Regions from separate parts of the Zea mays genome. Here region 2 is linked to region 1. The links are chromatin contacts, called in public Hi-C maps. All regions are on one chromosome and are shown on one strand. The core of a region is the stretch at or near the end of the contact, and the rest is flanking DNA. Distances in the headings are between cores, read along the strand shown.

Evidence for each region. A called contact is a pair of places that touch in the nucleus more often than the background predicts.
Region 2: a contact with region 1 is called in a Hi-C map of leaf, with 5 times the contacts expected there. The contact joins the promoter of LOC100381414 here to the promoter of LOC100273824 in region 1. A contact is called at or near these places in 2 of 25 Hi-C or Micro-C datasets (ear and leaf).

Annotation. Positions count from the first base shown.
Region 1 is chr2:204,708,684-204,715,717 of Zm-B73-REFERENCE-NAM-5.0, reverse strand. LOC100273824 reads right to left here and starts at 3,986. Exons shown (of 22, transcript NM_001329043.1): 1 at 3,722-3,986; 2 at 3,047-3,458; 3 at 2,823-2,954; 4 at 2,325-2,413; 5 at 2,105-2,194; 6 at 850-1,567; 7 at 1-551. The coding sequence starts at 3,781.
Region 2 is chr2:205,059,165-205,066,198 of Zm-B73-REFERENCE-NAM-5.0, reverse strand. It overlaps LOC100381414, which reads right to left and starts at 4,464. Exons shown (of 16, transcript NM_001174255.1): 1 at 4,147-4,464; 2 at 3,918-4,056; 3 at 3,708-3,779; 4 at 3,561-3,631; 5 at 3,396-3,467; 6 at 3,206-3,277; 7 at 2,943-3,039; 8 at 2,811-2,876; 9 at 2,463-2,528; 10 at 2,162-2,379; 11 at 1,798-2,051; 12 at 1,252-1,517; 13 at 1,006-1,126; 14 at 792-928; 2 more. The coding sequence starts at 2,336. The coding sequence ends at 266. It overlaps LOC103647653 (organic cation/carnitine transporter 7), which reads right to left. Exons shown (of 6, transcript XM_008672154.3): 3 at 6,871-7,034; 4 at 5,588-6,128; 5 at 5,296-5,498; 6 at 4,768-5,196. The coding sequence ends at 4,969. TRNAE-CUC (transfer RNA glutamic acid (anticodon CUC)) reads left to right here and starts at 4,588; the gene lies at 4,588-4,660.

The DNA of each region.
Region 1 (7,034 bases), core at 2,737-5,236:
GCTCATGCAATTTGCATGACATGAAACCCTTGCAGAAATTTTCGAGATTCCGGTGTTAGGTTGACTAGGCAGCAAATGTGACAAGGAATCACCATGAATCAAGTGTTCCTGACTATTAGCATGGGATGCATCTTGAGGATTATATCCAGAAGAAGCCACTGAAAGAGAAATGCCCTCTGATCTCCTTTTCGTATGAACAATGGCTGAGGCCAACTTTGAGTGCTTATCATTAGGCACCCTTGTTTCAATCTGTCTAGTGGCACTTTCTGGATGATCAGAACCACATGCAACATCCAGGGCCTTAGGAAGATAGTGCTCATTACTGTTGAGAATGTCATCGATGGGTTCGGGTGTATTATTCCTCTCAAGGTGTGAAAGAAATAATGAGATAAATGAATTCTTGGATGTATCATCTGTAAGCTCATCACCTTCAGAACGCTTCATGCCATTAACAACTTCAAGTGGTTGCTTCTTATTTCCGGTACTAATGGATGGTTCATTATGTTCGGATAGACTTTTGCTGATCTTTGTTGCTTGCTTTGGAGAAGGATCTGAGCCACATGATCATGGTGTTACATGTCATATGTGTTCCACAAGCAAAAAGTGCTCTCAAGTCTCAAAGGATGTGCACGTATAATTATGAATCAAATCAGACGTTTCTACTATGATGCTCCAAATCGTACAAAAAATTAACATATATCAATAAAAAATATTTAACAGTTTCTAATTGTGGCCTTTCAATTTGACACTTAAGAGTCTTGGCATGCGAAGCAGAAACAAAACTGTACCTTTGAATGACAATGCACAAAGAAAATAATGAAAGAAACAAGGTACAAAAGGCAAGCTCACTTTGATTTATCGGAGGCCTATGTGTTTGGGGTTTCTGAAATTCAATCATCGTTGATTGCCCCAATGGGGAAAGAGTAGTCATAGATTGATGATAAGAAGATTGCCCAAGCTTTAATTCAGTGTTTGAAGCATTGCTCAAAGTGTCCTGGAATGTTTTATTGGAGAAATTTGGTCTGCACGCCCTACTATCATGGTTCATAACTCCTGTAAAACGTGGCATAGGATTACAAAATGACGCATCAAAGTTTTTCTCCAAATGGATTCCATGACTATGGGCCAAATGATTTCCATTGTAATGTCTTCCCATGCTTGCTTCAAAGTGTGGGCTTCCACTAGGAGTGGTAAGTGGGTTCAAGTCGAATGCATGAACTGGATGGTTTTTAGCGGGCCCTAAATTCACCACAGCGGAATTCTGAAGTAAAGCAGAGTTCTTTGTAAAAGTTTCATGCACATCAACACTCTTTCTGTAATATGTTTCATCTGTCCTGTTTACTAGCTTCTCAACATTAGTGTGCCCTCCACCCTCAACGGACAGATCATTGGAATAAGCCGGTTTGTTCATATGTCCAGTGATTTTTCCATATCTACTTAACAACCCCATTTTTCCTGTTCCACTGTTTCTTGATGCAAGACTTTTCAATATGTGCTCTTCTGGAGAACTTTTCATATGTGCCCATTCCGGCCAATCCCACCTGGTGTTAGCAATAGATCCTCCGACCTAGATACATACAAAGGGGGGTATGTAATGAAAGCTCTGCATAAATGTTTGAACTGCAACAACATGCACATCAGTCATGCTGGAACTGTGCATCCCTGAGCTTTGTTTTGTCCATACAGAGAGAAAAATGTCTCAAAGAAAAAGGTGTGCAGGAAGAGCACAACTAAATAAGGACAGTTGTAATCACTATTTTTTTATCGAACGCGCAGGAGAACTGCGCATCCTTTATAATAGAGAGGAAGAAAAGCCTTACAAAAGAGGGGATCTTGCTGAGCAAGTTCCCCAAGGAAATTACAAACTGGAACCGTAACTTGACCCGACCTCGCCAAGAGCTGCAACTATGCTTATGCTCTTTAGCTCTTCACTATTTTATATTGTATAATGAAATCTTACAACTAATTCATTGTTGTAGTAAGTCTTTTACATGAGTTATATTTTGCAACTAATTCATGGACAAAAGGCATTTACTTCTACTAATATGTAACTTGGACCAATCAAACTACAACAGATGGGACCACGGCTTGATGTAATACTCACCCCTATGCAGAATTTGAACCATTGTGCAATACTCATGCCATTCTCCAAGCAGACAATTTCACCAGCTTTTTCTGGAATTCCTCCAGCATGCTGTAACAAGCATATGCGAGCACATAACTTTAAAATTTCAGGCATAAATTGGATAGCTTTACCAGCAGAAAAAATATATGGCAGTGTTAAATGTGAAACCAAGAAAATAGTTAGGACAATCCTTTAGCACCTCGCAGAATTTAGCTACAGACATTCGCAACCGATGACACAAGCAGATAACTCCAAAAAGCCCAGCTTCGCCCACAAAAAACTCTCCGCCTATTCAAGTGCCATGGGCATGTCAGGAGATTCAACAATGTATGTCAAATGAGGATAATTGATTTGGGAAATAGCATCAAGATATTGTTATAAGTATCAACCAATAGTAATCTCAAAATTTCTCGCTTTTACCAAATGTATATTGCTATTAAAATGCTGAAAGCAGGAACATCGTCCAATAGCTGGGCATAAATGTTTTTTTCTTGCAAGGAGGATGTAAATGTTTTGGTTGCACACAACTAATCGTGCATATTCAAATGACTGTCTTTACTTGAGGACATCCCAGGTACAGATTTTAGATGTGGCAAAAAAATGTTCAGTGTAACTTTGTAGCCATCTCAAAGACTACCGCCACAGTGATACTGTGGTAGTCAAGTCAGGTTGTAACAACATTGCAAGTTCAACCCACCAACATTCATACAGGTGACACGGATTCGATCACCAGGCAGTGTAGGATGCTGATGAGTCATCGATTTGAATGGCAATTTCTGCAGTCCATGGACACTTGAGTCCTGAAACTGCACACCAACATTTGCTATTCCTGCAAGTTGAAATTGCCGCGAGTGGTCAGATCACAGGAAAGCTACGATTATGGACATGTAGTCATTGCCTCCAAATTCACTGGAACCTTACCTTCGTTAGCCGAACTTTGACAAGTAAAAATACCCATTCCATTAGCACTTCTGTTCGGGAAAAGCGCTCCAAAAGAGGACTGCTCATTGCTACTGCTAGCTGGCAATCCATGTCTCGGATACTTGGGCAGAGTGGCAGCACTGCTGGAGGGACCAGCCCGAGTAAAATCAATGGTACCAGCAGCATTGCTCGCATTTGCCCGAGTGAGGTCCGGCGCAAGATCGAAAGTGCAATAGTTCCCCGGAACTTGAGTAAGCAACTCATTGCTCGGCCCCACTCTCGGAGGCGGCCCGGATTGCAGGGTCGAATGACTTGCGAACAGCTGCTCTGGCGCTGCTGCCACTCGGCCGGCCGCCGCGGCCTCCTGCGCGGCGAAGGGGCGGAGCAGGTGGCGCAGAGTGACGCCGTCCATCTGCATGTACACGCACGGTAACAACGCCATGTTTAGCGGCGAAGTACGGACACTCAAGCAATGAAACGTCGAAATAATCCCGTACGGCAGCATTTCAACTGCAAAATCGTGCGCACACACCATTCGCAAGCCACTAAAACACGAAACCAACTCCCGGACTGTTTGGGTGTCGAACACGACCTACCCCCACCCCGCATTAAACGATAGAACCAGAAGTCCAGACCCCCCCCCCCCCCCCCCCGAGATGCGCACGTGGGACGTACCTGGCTGGGCAGCGGTGGCACCGGCGGAGGCCACCGCGCGGGCCACGACGCACCGTCCATAGCGCGGCGCCGCGGCAGCGAGGGGCGTGGTTCAGTTGAGTCGGTGGTTGGTGACCCGGCTAACCGCAGCGAGGAGAGGATGAGAATGTGAGAGGTGAAAAGTGATTTTGCAAGCGGTAAGGGACGCCCGCTGCTGCCGGCGTGGGGACATGGAGTAATGGGGTAACCTGCGCTCGCGCAGCGGCGGGTTTACTGCAGCAGCGTGTGTGTGGGGTGGGGGGAGTGGGGACGCATGGCGCTTTGGTCGGGCTCGCTTTTGATTGTCTTGTCGCGTCAGGCGGCCAGACGCCGAGATGATGGGTTTGCAGTGGTTATTGTCTCGGTGGACCTCGTCCATTTGACCATGCGGTAGCAAAGGCAAAGCCGGCGAAACGCCGCCGGGACGCGCTGCGGTGCACCGGCCGACAGTGGTGTCAGCGGTCTAAGCACTGATTGATTCCCACTGTCTTCTTTCTTTCGATGATGTCGTTCCCCGATTTTTACTGCTGCCTCTCTCCTTTGCCCTGCCTTGCGCCAGACTAGGGACGCTGTAAAAAAAAAGTCGCATAGCTGGTGGATGGTGAAAATAGAGCAGCGACCAGCTTAATTATATTCTTACTCACTGGACTGGATAGGATTGGATGGTGAAAAAAACTGAGCTTGTTCGTTCGATACCAATACATATAGATGGAGGGAGATTAAGGTCTTGTTCGGTTAATCTCGTTACCTATGAATTGGATAAGATTGGAAAAAAAAATAAGAAAAAGTTTGACTTGTTTGGAATTTAAACTCACCCAATCTCACTCAATCCATATGAATTGAGAGCTAACCGAACAAGCCCTAAAGGAGTTTCAATCCCTAGTAAATCACAATTTCTCTCAATTTGTATCAATCTCCTTCAATCTATATAGATTGAAAATAAATGAACAAGCCCTAATAAATTGTTCGCTCCCTATGTGGGTTTTTTTGAAAGATGCATAGAGTTGACCTTGTCAATGTACACAGTAAGAAAAAATGTAGTTGATATACAGGGACAACTTGTAGGTATAATAATATATATGAAACTACGAAAGTGTATTACATTGTGACGGCAACATTGTATAAGCAGTCATGTGTGTATCTATATATAGAGAGAGCAATGAAATCTTGCAGTTTGCAAGTGTCGGCGTTTTGACCCCGGGGGGTCCCTGGACCGACGAGTGAATTGTCGTCGCGTGCCCCAGCCCAGATGGGTCGGCGCGAGATGGAGCACGAAGGGGGGAAGAAACAGACAAAAGGGGAAACCCACGGCCTTCGTGTTGCCCTGCGCCCAGGTCGGGTGCGCTTGTAGTAGGGGGTTACAAGCGTCCGCGTGGGAGAGAGAGAGAGCCTTATGCGCCGGCCCGTTCCCCCGCGCGGCCAACCTTTTCGTATGAGAGCCCTGGACCTTCCTTTTTATAGGCGTAAGGAGAGGGTCCAGGTGTATAATGGGGGTGTAGCAGTGTGCTAACGTGTCTAGCAGAGAGGAGCTAGAGCCCTAAGTACATGCAGTCGTGGTAGTCGGAGAGGTTTTGGCACCCTGTTCATGTGATGTCGTGGCCGTCGGAGGAGCGCTGGAGCCCTGTGGAAGGACAGCTGTCGGGGCTGTCGAATCCTTGCTGACGTCTCCTTGCTTCCGTAAGGGGCTGAGAGCCGCCGTCGTCATGGAGCACGCGTGGTGCCATCATTATTTGTTTACCGGGGCGAGCCAGATGGGACGCTGGTCTTGTTCCCCGTAGCCTGAGCTAGCTAGGGGTAGGGCAATGATGGCCCCCTGTGACGTGGTCGGTCCGAGCCCTAGGTCGGGCGAGGCGGAGGCTCCTCCGAGGTCGAGGTTGAGTCCGAGCCCTGGGGTCGGGCGAGGCGGAGTTCATCGTCTTCCAGAGCCGAGGCTGAGTCCGAGCCCTGGGGTCGGGCGAGGCGGAGTTCGTCGTCTTCCGGAGCCGAGGCTGAGTCCGAGCCCTGGGGTCGGGCGAGGCGGACTTCGTCGTCTTCCGGAGCCGAGGCTGAGTCCGAGCCCTGGGGTCAGGCGAGGCGGAGTTCGTCATCTTCCGGAGCCGAGGCTGAGTCCGAGCCCTGGGTCGGGCGAAGCGGAGTCCGTCGTCCAGCGTCGAGGTTGAGCCCGAGCCCTGGGGTCGGGCGAGGCGGAGCTTCCTATGGCGCCCGAGGCTGGACTTAGCTGCTGTCAGCCTCACTCTGTTGAGTGGCACAGCAGTCGGAGTGACGCAGGCGGCGCTGTTTTCTTGTCAGGTCGGTCAGTGGAGCGGCGAAGTGACCGCGGTCACTTCGGCTCTGTCGACTGAAGAGCGCGCGTCAGGATAAGGTGTCAGGCGATCCTTGCATTAAATGCTCCTGCGATACGGTCGGTTGGCATGGCGATCTGGCCAAGGTTGCTTCTCTGCGAAGACTGGGCCTCGGGCGAGCCGAAGGTGTGTCCGTTGCTTGAGGGGGCCCTCGGGCGAGACGTGAATCCTCCGGGGTCGGCTGCCTTTGCCCGAGGCTGGGCTCGGGCGAGGCGAGATCGTGTCCCTTGAGTGGACTGGGCCTTGACCTTAATCGCGCCCATCAGGCCTTTGCAGCTTTGTGCTGATGGAGGTTACCAGCTGAGATTAGGAGTCTTGGGGGTACCCCTAATTATGGTCCCCGACAGTAGCCCCCGAGCCTCGAAGGGAGTGTTGATACTCGCTTGGAGGCTTTTGTCGCACTTTTTTGCAAGGGGACCGGCCTTTCTCGGTTGCGTTTCGTTCCGGTAGGTGCGCGCGAGCGCACCCGCCGGGTGTAGCCCCCGAGGCCTCGAAGGAGTGGTTTGACTCCTTCGAGGTCTTAACGCGTTTCGTGATGCTTCGGCCGGTCTGGTTGTTCCCTCATGCGAACTGGTCGTAACCCGGGTGCATAGTCGAGTCCCAAGTTCTCGGGCTGGTATGTTGACGCTGTCAACGGTTTGGCCGGGGCCGGGTTTGCGAGAGCAGCCCCCGAGCCTCCGCACAGAGCGAGAGGACGGTCAAGGACAGACTCGGCTTTTTTCATACGCCCCTGTGTCGCCTTTCCGCAAGGAGGAGGGGGAAAGCGCCATGTTGCCCTCGGAGGGCGCCGAACATGGTGTCTCTAGTGAGTTGCTAATGGGTAATCCGAGTGGACGCCCGTGCCCCATTCGTTAGGGGTCGGCTAGTGGCCCAGAGGCGCGCTCCAAAAGTACCTGCGGGTGATTCGCCGGACCCGGTCCCCTTTTGACGGGGTCCGAGGGCTCGATGCCTCC
Region 2 (7,034 bases), core at 3,215-5,714, 350 kb before region 1:
TATATTTTTAAAAATTAGCTGGTCATATGTTTTTAAGTTTATGAGTACAAATACAATGTCACTACTCACTAGAACACCCAATCTGCTTTTACCTTTACCTAAATCAACCGACTTATTTGTTGCCACACTGTTCGAGCAACCAGATTGTCTAATAAAGCATTTTCTTTTGTACAGCGGCATGCCAAGGGCCGCACACCTACGGTTCTGTTCTGAGACAGTTTCAGCAACTGGGCCGCAGCAGCAGGATGGAGGCAGAAACAGAGCATCACCAATCAGAATCGTCGCTTCGCTGCGAGACGGTGCGGTGGCCACCCAGCCTCCTGTTGCTGGTTGTGCGCTGGACGCACTGGAGAAGCAACTGCACCACCTCTGACATGGATGGCCGGAGTTCTGGATCCGACTGCAACACCACCCAGAAAGTTCAGAGCAATTCAGTTCAGAGTTGATGTTTGTTTCAGGGGCCTGAAACAATTCATCACTGAAAGGCATTTCGATCGATTCACCTGGACGCAGCGGGAGAGGACATCGGCGAAACGGGACAATGCTTTCGGTGGATATAGGCCACGAAGGCCTGGATCCGCCAGAGCTTCCAAGGCGTTGGTGTCATGAAGCTGTGGACCGACAAACTTGACCAAGGACTGCTCCGCTCTAGGCTTCGAGCTGAAATCACAAAAGGAGCCATGTTCCTGAGCATGGCTGACAAACACGATATTCCACAGGCAAGCTTCACAAAGGTGCAGTCCAAAGTGGAAGGGAGCACGCTATCTCCTTTTTTTTCTTCAACTAATTACCTGTCGTAGGGCTTCCGGCCGGTCAACAGCTGAAGCATGACGACACCAAAGCAGTAGACATCGCTCTTCATAACGTAACCTGATGGCCTTGTGCACTCTGGAGGATCGTACCCTGGTCCCAGGCTCTGACTCGGATCCTGCAGAGAGTTGGTTATTACAGTTTTTTTACACTCATGCTTTGCTCAACAAGTTCTTCAAGAGACATTCTGCAAACCTCATAGAAGTATGCAAGGCCGCAGTCAGTGAGGTGAGGGTTGAGGTCAGCATCGAGCAAGACGTTGGATGCCTTGATGTTCTTGTGGATCACTGGAGGTGAACACGCGTCATGTAGGTACCTGAATCAACCAGACATGTCAATGCCCCTTTCTTTTGAACTACAAACATATTATCTCCTCTGTGCTTGAAGATGCATTGTTTTTTTTATCTAGGCCTAAATAAATATTACTAGTTGTCAACTTACTCCAGAGCACAAGCTGTACCAACAGCAATCCTTACGCGGGTGTCCCAGGTCAGCGGCTTGCTGTAGTCGTCGGACAAGTGCAGAAAGTCATAGAGGGATCCATTCATGTTGTAGTCATAGACCAACATGTAGTGCCCAGGCTCTGAGCAGTAACCAACAAGCACGGAGATGTTTGGATGATGCAGCTTGGAAATGCTGTTCACAAGATCCATGAAGTCGCTGCTTCCCGAGAAGCTCAATGGATCAAACTTCTTAACGGCCAGCACCTGAGTTTGTGTGTGTGTGTGTGTGTGTGTGTGTGAGAGAGAGAGAGAGAGAATAAGGACAACGGGAATGCAAGGTATGAAGCGCCAACTCAAGATCTTACTACAGAACATATTTGATGCATATTGATACTAGTTATAATCTTCAATTCAACTATATGGTACTATACTACTGAAAAATAATTGATGATAAATTTTATAGATTCAGAAGGAACAATACTGAAGCTTTATCAGCAAATAAGTTCATTTGGCATGGGTTTAAAAAGGCAAGGTAAGGTCTCACCGTTCCATCAGCATATTTTGCCTTGTAAACACCACCGATTGTCCCCTGACCTAGTAACCTGCTACTATGGAAGCTTCCAGTGGCTGCTTGGAGGTCTGATGATGAATAAGCAACAAGGTTGACTGGATCTGTGCTCCGCCTCGAATAGTTTAGTTTGTTCTCGAACTCGTTGTCACTAATCGGCTTGATAGGCATTGCAGACGGTGTCGTACTGCTAATTGACGATGAATGCTCCAGTGGCTTCATGTTGATCGCTGAAGCAAAGAAAGCAGCATGAGCGCTTTACCATGAATGTTAAAAGAAGGCACTATGAGCAATTTACTTCTGCCATCATCAACTAGCGGGGCAAATGACCGGTTGTGACCTGACTCATCCATGAGGTAATGAGACGAGGAAGAAGAACGGTTCCTCTTCAACACAGACAAGAGAATCAGAGCTGCAACAAGCACCGCTATCACCACAGCTGCGATGGCGATACCGTTTACTCCACTTCGACCACCTCCGCCTGAAGAGCCCTCCAGTGCAGAGCCCTTCTCCATACCAGGAGGAGCTGATCCGGACGACCACTGGTTCCCTCCAATCCTTCAGAATGCGTCAAGGACTTTTACAATTCATCAAGTGCAACAAATAGGATCATAGCGGATGGAATTACAATTACTACTTACTGTAGATTGCTGATGTCTTTTAGTTTACTAGGGATCCACCCAGTAAACTTGTTGTTCTGCAGATTCCTTGAGCACAAAGGGGAAGCCATTATAGCTTTAGTTCTCAGAAAGACGAAGCGTAGTTTCCACTATCTGAGTGCAGTAAACAGGCTATAGTGTACCCATTACATGGCTAAAACTGGCAACACATTTTTTAGCTCGCATTTTTTCACAGAATTATTTATGTTGTACTGCTGTGCCGAGGCACCGCAATGCATATATGGAGTCGTCAGGATAATCTTGCTTTTTAATGTACTTGAGAAAAAGAGTAGTTTTATGCAGTGAGTATTTAATTTGAGATATACTTACAGATCCTCGAGAGGAAGTTTCGCTAGAACATCTATATGACCACTGAATTGGTTGCTCTCCACATTCCTACATACATTTTGAAAAGAATGGCACTGATTGTAGATCTGAAAGAAAGTATGGATGAATTACTACCATGTGCAAATTTCAGTTCCCTCACAGCGTCTTGAGGTCTTTTAGGTGCTGAAAACTCTTGGGCAGGCTGCCTGAGAAGCGGTTGAAGGAGAGATCCCTGATGAAACAATCGAGGTTAGTCGTACAGGACAGACTCACTGAAATAACATTCTAGCAACTACTATAGAAAACAAATTCCTGTTAGATACCAAAAACTGGGGAATTCAGGTGGGGTCCCCCCCTTGACAGTCAAAAAAAACTGGGGAATTCGCTGCTTGACTTACAATGTTGAGAGCTTTGGAAGTTCTGAAAACATATCCGTCAACTGCCCGCTTAGGTGGTTCTTGCCCAAATTTCTGCAGTTTAATCAGATGACGAATTATATAAGGATTGATGCAAACAAAAATCACGGCCATGTGAAGGGAACATAAAGCAAACAATTAAATAGAGTGCAATGCGAATTGGAATTCCTACAGTGTTTCCAGATCACCCATCTGAGATATCGAATAAGGAACTCCTCCAGTTAAAGAGTTTCCGTAAAGATTTCTGCATCAATAAGAAAAAAATATAAGAGAATGTGTTCGTATAGGCACGAACCCACGCAAAAAAGTTGAATGTGGATGAGAACCGTAAACTCACAATTCAACCACGTTTGGTGGAAGCTGATATGGAAGATCGCCGTTGAGATTGTTATTGCTGAGATCACTGTACTACGTAAAACAAGGAAAATTCAACTAAGTTGCATTACTACGATGGTCAATGCAGGAAATCTCTGGGGCAACTCACAATTTGGTTACTGATTTCAAGCTTGATAGCTGATATCCTAGCGAGCCACTGAGTTCAAGCCCTGACAAGTTACTGCTCTATGCAACATGATGGTTAGAGACAAACTGGGGTAAAAATGTCACGGAAAGCTAAAAGAAAAAAAAGTGCTTTCACAGCGCTGTTAAATGCTGAACAAGCAGGGAAATCCTGAAGGCATTTTCATTTGCGTACATTTCTGTGACAGATGAGCCGCTGCACTCTATCCCTTTCCACTCGTCATCGTCATCGCAGGGATCACCGCCGCTCGATTTCCAACCGGACAATTGCGATGGCTTGTTCATGCTATTGAACATCACATTGAGCGCAGCAACTGATATTGCAGGACACACGATGTTCAGTCAGAACCATGACCGATGCATACATACACAGAGAGGGCACAAAGAATCCGGCAAACCCTCACCGTCAGACTTGTCGGTCTTGGCGACAGCGGGCGCCACCGCAGAGAAGAGGACGGCCAACCAGACGAGCAGCGGCGGCGGTAGGGGGCGCCGTCGTCGGGCCATTGCGCGCGGCGCGCCCAGGGGAGCACGGGGCGGTTCAGCTGAGAGCGTGCAGGAGGAGACCCCCACGCGCGTACGTCGCCTGATCTCCTCCGCCTTTCTCTCATGGATCCATGGGGATACAGGTCTCGCGATGGGAAACTATGGCCTTTCCAAAATTAGGAGACGGAGGAGGAAGAGACGGGGGATGGAACGAGACCGTCGCCATTGGAGCAGCGAGAATGACGGGGGACAGTGATGGAACGAGACCGTCGCCATTGCAGCAGCGAGAATGTCGCTAAGCCATTACTGTGAATAGCTCTACGTAATCTTATAAATTACTATGCACAACATAAACAGAATCCGTTGTAGTCTAGCTGGTCAGGATATTCGGCTCTCACCCGAAAGACCCGGGTTCGAGTCCCGGCAACGGAATTTCATTTTTTAGTTTCCCAATTCATATATAAAAAGACGTTTCACTTTTGAAACAAAAAATGAATTTTGAGGGCGTTTAGAATTCATACTAATACCATATTGACAAGAGAACAAAAATCATATAGTGATCTGTAGATTTCTATTGAGAAGCAACAGTATAATAACGTAACAATCTAGTGCCTCCTTTGCACTTTCTTTCCCACTGTATCCTTTGTCAACAACTGAACAAAAAAAATAATGGCCCCTTGGGCCTTGATTCTGTATTGGTGTATCCCTCTCAAAAAGTCAGTTCTTCAATTAATCAGCTCTTACGCGGCGGCGACGTGGTCGCTCAGCTTTCGGCCGCTTGTTTCCAGGGGGAAGTATGACACGGCGATGCCTGAAGCCAGCATCACCGTGATGAATATCAGGATAGCTGCCATCTGGTGGCACGCGTGCACCAGGCCGACGGCCACGAGAGGGCACAGGATTCCACCAAAGCGAGCAATCGAGCTTGCAAACCCGACACCCGTGGCCCTAACAGCAGTTGGGTATATCTGCAAGGAACACGGCACAAAGAGGCAACGATAATTTCAGAGGTTTTCATGCAAGGTTTATGTATGTAAGGACACACATTGCTACTGGAGGGACCAAACCTCAGGGGCGTAGATGTGCAGAACAGTGAAGCTTGCAGAGATGCAAACCCGGGCACAGAACAAAAAGATGGTCGTCAGCGATTCCGTCTGGGCGAACATAAGCGGAGATATGCACAGGCAACTGATGTAAAGCATGGAAGACATCGAGAGCTTGCGCCCGATCATGTCAACAATGGCAGCCGACAGGAGAAGACCAGGGACCTCTGCATCATTGTTGCCCTAAATATCAAGAATTCCCAGGACACTGTTTCTGAAAAATGACTGGTTGACCAGATAGCAGAAACACACATACCTCCAAAGCTTGTTATAAATACATTTCTGTAGAGATTCTCATCATGTATGTGGGCTGTTGTTGTCACTTCTGCCCCCTCTTCTGATCCACAGATCCTATTTCCATGATTTAGTTCTGATGTGAGTAGAACAAGACCATAGTACAGAAAGGCATGACCAAGAAAGACAGTCCAGAGTAGAAGAGTCGATCTGATTAAGTTTGGAGATAGAAGCTTTAAGATGGCACTGAGGCCTCCAATCTCGGATTTGCTACCACGATCAGCAGTGTTATTCTTATTAGATGTCACCAACTGTGCCGTTTCTGAAGAATCCCCGATATCATGAAGTTCCACCCGATGGCCAGAGACAAGTCGGCCAGAGGGGAGAGAAACACAGTTCACGCGTGACATTGTTTCCAGAACATGAACTGCTTCAGCTATTCTACCCTTCATGCATAGGTATCTTGGTGACTCAAGTGTCACTGGGTAGAAGAGTAGCAGGGCAAACGATGGCAATGATGAGAGTGCCAGCAGCCACCTCCAGCCAAAAGCTGGCATAACGGCCTGCAAATTGAGCAGATGAGTACAGGAATTTGCATGGAGATTTTGGAAATAGCAATAATCACGGATTAGAATGACCATGCATGCCATTTGGCCACTTACACCAAAATGGTGCCATTAACCCATTATATATTATATACAACATATACTACCATGGACGTCAATAATCACTTCATCAAAACTATGTACAAGCAAAATACCATGGCAAATAGACCCAAATTGATTGCACAGGAAGACCCATGCATGTGCTGGCAAAACTTGCTCAAATTACAAAAACACAGAAGAAGCTTTGCTGGTCCTTAGGATTCAATGGTATATCCTAGTCTTAGAATTACAAGTACGGTAATAAGGACAGCAGAAGAACATCAGCATGCAGAGCTGTGATGTGCAGCTGACACACATGAACTAACATACCTGCAAGCCTTAGCTGGTAGCTCGGCAACCCTAATTAATGTTGTTTTTGGTGCATCTGTTTATTTGAATCAGGGGGGCCCTCTGCACTCTAACCCTTTCCCCTCCCGACCTACACTATAATCCCATGCAGTTCTCCTGTGTGCTAGAGAAAAAGGGGAACATCTGCACTCAGCAGACAAATATCCACCGTAACATCCACTATTGGTAACTAGAATATAACATCCATTGTAGGATGTACTGTAGCATCATACACGTAAAAAAATATCTCAAACAGCCAGTACTGTATGTAAGGCAAACATTGACATTACTTTTCCTAAAGAAATAGACTTACCCAAGCAAGAGAAGCTTCCATTATTGTGCCAACAGTCCAAAATGCTGAGAACATAACCATCCATGTTCCTCGGTTAGGAGCAGGGATGAACTCTAGGAACCAAGAACCTAAAACTGGCCCACCACCCAGTCCAACACCGACCATAAATCTCAGTACAATCAAAG